2 separate regions of the Mus musculus genome follow, and region 1 is linked to region 2. A link is a contact called in public targeted proximity ligation data. All regions are on one chromosome and are shown on one strand. The core of a region is the stretch at or near the end of the contact, and the rest is flanking DNA. Distances in the headings are between cores, read along the strand shown. Region 1 holds the start of Cabp2 (calcium binding protein 2). Region 2 holds the start of Chka (choline kinase alpha).

Region 1 (2,700 bases), core at 62-2,561, 230 kb after region 2:
CTGGGACTAGAAACCACCCTGGGGTTTCTTATAATCCAGACTGGACTGGAACTTACTATGTAGCCAAGGATAACCTTGAATTTTGATACTTCTACCTCTGGGTATTTTACAGGTGTACAACACTTTGTCCAGTTTTTTTTTTTTCTGTACTGTGTTGAGCTCAGAGTCTTTCTGTATGCTAGGCAAGCACTCTACCAAGGGAGATATAGGCCCTGCCTCTCTCCCCACTCTCCCTCCCGTCCTTGATGTTTGCAAGCTAGTCACTGAATCGATGATAGAGTCACTAGCTCAGATGGCAGACATGGCATGGGATCTGGTTCCCTGGGACAAAGGCTGGTGCAGAGGGCATGTGAATAAATCATGAGGGGCCCACGACAGGCCAGCAGGCCACAGCTGACCTCATTCTGGAAGTGAGAGTAAGCTGCTGTGTGGTGAGTGGCTGCAGTGTGGCAAGGGGCAAGGGTCTGTGTGGCACCTTTATTCTTGTTCCTTGAGAAGAGCTTACAGGTCAGGGGGGTGGTTCACCCAGGAGGTGGGGAAGCAGAGGTGGAAACAGAGGTATCCTGGGACTCCAGATGGGGAAGAGAGGAGCAGGTGGCATACTTTTCCAGAATCTTGGAGCTGTCCTGGGAAAGAGAATGGTGGAGGGGTGGAAAGGGCAAACAGGTAGAGCAAACCGAGAAAGAGCCCCTGTAAAACAGTGAAAGGGCAGAGAGACAGATAGATGGACAGACAAGCACACACAGAGAGACAGACAGACAGACAGAGACAGAGAAGCAGAGACAGGGAAACAGAGATACAGAGAGACACAGAGACTGAGAGAGACAGGAAGACAAAGACAGAGACAGACAGACAGACAGACAGAGACAAATAGAGAGACAGACAGACAGAGACATACAGACAAACAGACAGGGGCAGAGAAACAGAGACACAGAGAGACACACAGAAAGGGCAGAGAGACACAAAGACACAGAGACAAACAGGAAGACAGAGACAGAGAGAAAGAGATAGAGAGACAGACAGAGAGACAAAGACAGAGAGGGGTTGAGGGGGACAGAGAGAGGTTAAGGCACAGAGAGAAACTGAGGGGAACAGAGAGACTGAGAGGGCCTGAGGGTCCTGAGAGTACTGGTCTACCAAGACATAGCATAGGCCAAGCCAAAGCAGATGGAGAGCAAGCAGGATACGGAGCAGGAAGAATGTGTTAGGACCACGAACCAGAGAAGTGCAGGCAGGATATGGGACTGAAGGAGGCCAGCCAGCGTGGGAGCCTGGCCACCTGGATCAGCGAGGAGCCCCAGGGTGGAGTCTGTGGTCCTGTGAAGGTTGGGAAGCACTCTAGGAGGTAGGTGAAGATTTCAAAGATGGATTATGGGAGCAGCAATGGAAGAAGACAGTGACCTTAGAGGACTCGGGCTCTTCTAACCCCCAGAGCTAGAAACAAAAACATAGCCACAGCTTGCACTGAGCCACCGACCTACAGGTGGAGGAGACCCAGCTGGAACAGAAAACGTACCACACCTACATCCATGGCCCTACCGGAGGGCCCAACAGATGGCAGCCTCCCTGAAGGAGACTCCAGTCCATCCTCAGGCACTGCAGGACCCAGCCAAGACCTAGCCAGCCCCACTACTCGCAGAAGGGCCCTTCTCCGTGAGCTGGAAGCCCAGGTGCAGGCTGCCTACGGACAGGTAAGGGGCAGGAAATGTTCTTTTCTAAAGGACCCCAAATCCCAGCTGGCTATAAAACACACCTAGAACCAAGTCCACATACAGGTGACCAGAGTGGTCAGGAGAAGTTAGGGGATCCGCCTGCCATCTCTGTTGATGCTGAGGGAGCCCTTCATGCACCATGACAAGCCCTGAATGGATACAGGGTTTTGATAGGGGTGCACAGGAACTCCAGAATGGGCCAAGATAAAAGCAAGCAGGCTCTCTCTCTCCCTGAGGACTTCATCTCCCAGCTCCCAGTTGACACATTGGGAGAACTGGGAATCCAAGCACTGGGTGCCTACTTCTTCTGGAGGGATCCAAGCCTGCTTCTGAAGGTGCTGATTGGGGGAGATTAGTGTAAGGCTGAGAGAGGGGCTGATTGGAGGGGGGGCTGATCAGAAGACCCTCCCGAGGGAAGAGCTGGGAGACTGTGCCTTCCAGGGGGCCTTTGCTCTGAGTAAACCCACACACACACTCACAGAGATACTCAGAGATAATCCCGGATTGGATTAGGGCCCAAGCCCCGGGCCCAGGGCTCCCCGCCTGCCCACCCGCTCCTGATCTTGCCCACAAAACCCCAGGAAAATCCTCTCCAGTGCTCCCAGGCTGTCCCTGGAAACAGCAGGGGGCTGGCAGAATCCACAGCATCCTCCCAGGACTCCGGGCCTGGCATGGTTCAGAGACCCATGGGGAACTGTGCCAAGACGCCATGGCACCGGGGGTCTAAGGTAGGAAGGTGAAGGGGAGAGACATAAGGCCAGAAACCTGGGTGGCCAATGCACTGGGCAGGTAGTACCCAGAGACCTGGGGTACTGGGCTGGATGAGAGATTGGCTCCAGAGGAGATGGAGGGATATCTGTGTGCTCCCCTGCTAAACTGATAGGCCAGCTACGCATTCTGTGCAGGCCTGACTCTCTCAGCTTTAACCCGGCTGACCAGAGCTAGAGGTCAGGTCTTGTTCTCCTCCTTGACCCGGCTAAGGCTCTCA
Region 2 (2,700 bases), core at 50-2,549:
CCCCGCCCCCCCCCCCCCACTCCCCAGACAGTCTCACTATGGAACTTGGGCTGTCCTGAAACTTACTGTGTAGACTAGGCTGGTCTTCAGCCCATAGAGATCTGGCCTCTGCCTCTGTGCCTCTCAAGTGCTGGGATTAAAAGCATGTGCCATTATGCACAGATTATTTGCACTCTTTTGTTCAGTAAGATCACTTTTGGGGGAGTAAGTCCAGATAAGTACCTACCTACTCTTTTTGAAGAGTTTTTGGCTTCCAGCAGACTGTGAAAACCCACAAAGAAGCCATTTTCTGCATGCTGGGGTATAGCTAGAAAGAAATCTCTCTTTCTAGCTATACCCCACAACACAGACCTGTAGTTTTATATTCTTTGTAGCCTCAATTACTTCCTGGAAGGACTGAATGATGAGACCAAAGAATGAGGCAATGTGTGGGCATACAGCATAGGGGCCTTGGCCCCCTTCCATGCCCTAGGGCAAAGGTACATTAGTCATGGTCACGCGACTGGACAGCCCGGAAGAGGGGGGGGGCAGATGACAGCATCCACAAAGCCAGGAATCGCGAACCAAGCACCTTTGGCCGGCAATTCTGGAGGCCGTTGAGGCCAGTCTGTTAGGAAGATGTCCTGAGAATCTAGCTGACATCCTCAGCACCACGGACAGGGAAACTGAGGCTGCAGGCACGTAGAGGGGGAGGCTTCTCTCTGAGCGGAGAGCGCAGCCAGCTGGCAAGTGGGTGTGTGGCCTTGACCCAATCTCTTTTTGATATTAGACCTGCAGATGGATAACGCCTCCGGCCAGGAGTTGTATTGGGCATGGAAGCATCTCGAACAGGGCCTCGGAAATGTTGTAAAAACACACCCACAGAGCTCCTTTGGGAGCTGCCTTGCCCTAAGGTCACGCGGAAAGAGCAGCCAGCCTCCAGACACCATTTTCCTGCAAAGTCCCCGGGGCCTTTCAAATCATCACTTTCAGACCTGGGGGCGTCTAAGGAAAGTTTCCCTTTCAACATCCACTCTAGGGTCTGCCAAAGCTGCAGAAGCCTCGCCTCTCCTGCCCTAAGAGGCTCGAGTCCGCAAAGGCGCCACCTTGTGAGTGCAGGCAATTGAGATAGCCTTTACAGGACCCTCGCGACCCCTAGACAAGGCCCCGCCCCCGGTGCGCCGACCCCTCCCTCATCGTGGACTCACCGCCTGAGCCTAGGAGGGGCTGTGCCGCAGCCAATGGGAAAGCGGCGTGGCGAGGGTGGCGGCGGTTGTGATGCGCCAAAGCGTCCAATCAGCGGCGAGCGCGGGGGCGGGCGGTGACGCTGGGCTCTCCGCGTGCAGCGCTGTAAAGGAGCGAGCGCCGCGGCCCCCTATAGCAGTCGCCTGCCGTCAGCCTCCCGCGCTCGTCTCTCGTTACTGCTGCCTGACGTCCATTGCTGCCTCTCCCCGCCGTCGCCGACGTCGCCTCCCCGCGCGCTCCCACAACCGCCGCCCGGCCGGTCAGTGAAGCCGGCGAGCCATTCCCCGCGCCGGCCCCCAGAGGCGGGCATCCAGCCGGACCCTGAGTGTGGCCCTCTCGTGCTGTGGCCGCCCGCGCCTTCTCGGCCGCTTGTCCAGCATGAAAACCAAGTTCTGCACCGGGGGCGAGGCCGAGCCGTCGCCTCTCGGGCTGCTGCTGAGCTGCGGTGGCAACGCTGCCCCGACGCCCGGCGTAGGGCAGCAGCGGGACGCCGCAGGCGAGCTGGAGTCCAAGCAGCTTGGTGGCCGAACCCAACCTCTCGCGCTGCCGCCGCCGCCGCCGCCGCCCCTGCCGCTGCCCCCGCCGCCATCACCGCCGCTAGCGGACGAACAACCCGAGCCCCGGACCAGGCGCAGGGCCTACCTGTGGTGTAAGGAATTCCTGCCCGGAGCCTGGCGAGGCCTTCGCGAGGACCAGTTCCACATCAGTGTCATCAGGTCAGTGGCTGCGGCACCGCGCGGTGGTGGTGGGGGCGGTGGGGGGTGAGGCTGGAGGGCGGGGCGGGGCGGCGGCTTGGGTAGAGGTGATCGCCGCGCCGGTGTCCGGAGCACAAACCCCGCAGCGCGGAAGGCCGCCTGCGGGCGAGCTTTGAGAAAATGTGTGCTGGGTTGCCGTCCCTTGCGGAAGAACAATACTATGTAGTTATACAAGCACATTCTGTACCAAAGCTCAAAATAGATGTGTCTAGGAAGCCGTTTCTCTGCGAGGGCCTTGAATGAAAAAAGGGATGTTGTTCCCAGCACTCGGGAAGCAGAAGCAGGCGGATTTCTGAGTTCGAGGCCAGCCTGGTCTACAAAGTGAGTTCCAAAACAGCCAGCTCTACAGAGAGAAACCCTGTCTCGAAAAACGAAAAAAAAAAAAAAAAAAAAAGGAAAGAAAAGAAAAGAAAGAAAAGAAAAAGGGATGTTGTGGCTGGGCTTTAGAAAAAGAGGGAGGAGCCGGGCGTGGTGGCGCAAGCCTTTAATCCCAGCACTCCGCAGGCAGAGGCAGGCGGATTTCTGAGTTCAAGGCCAGCCTGGTCTACAGAGTGAGTTCCAGGACAGCCAGGGCTACACAGAGAAACCCTGTCTCGAAAAAACAAACAAACAAAAAAAAAAAAAAAAAAAAAAAGAAAAGAAAAAGAAAAAGAGGGAGGAAAAATCCCCGGGGAACTTTTCCTTGTAGTACTTCTAGTCTGTAGTTTGATCACAACCCCCT

What was found.
Region 1: a contact with region 2 is called in a targeted proximity ligation map of pancreatic cancer cells. A contact is called at or near these places in 2 of 39 promoter capture datasets (both in liver), 1 of 130 datasets of targeted methods (pancreatic cancer cells) and 2 of 9 other capture datasets (adipose tissue and pancreatic islet).

Annotation. Positions count from the first base shown.
Region 1 is chr19:4,081,177-4,083,876 of GRCm38.p6, forward strand. It overlaps Cabp2 (calcium binding protein 2), which reads left to right and starts at 1,312. Exons shown (of 6, transcript NM_001160253.1): 1 at 1,312-1,691. The coding sequence starts at 1,530.
Region 2 is chr19:3,850,474-3,853,173 of GRCm38.p6, forward strand. Chka (choline kinase alpha) reads left to right here and starts at 1,300. Exons shown (of 12, transcript NM_001271496.1): 1 at 1,300-1,940. The coding sequence starts at 1,603. Gm51271 (predicted gene, 51271) reads right to left here and starts at 343; the gene lies at 294-343.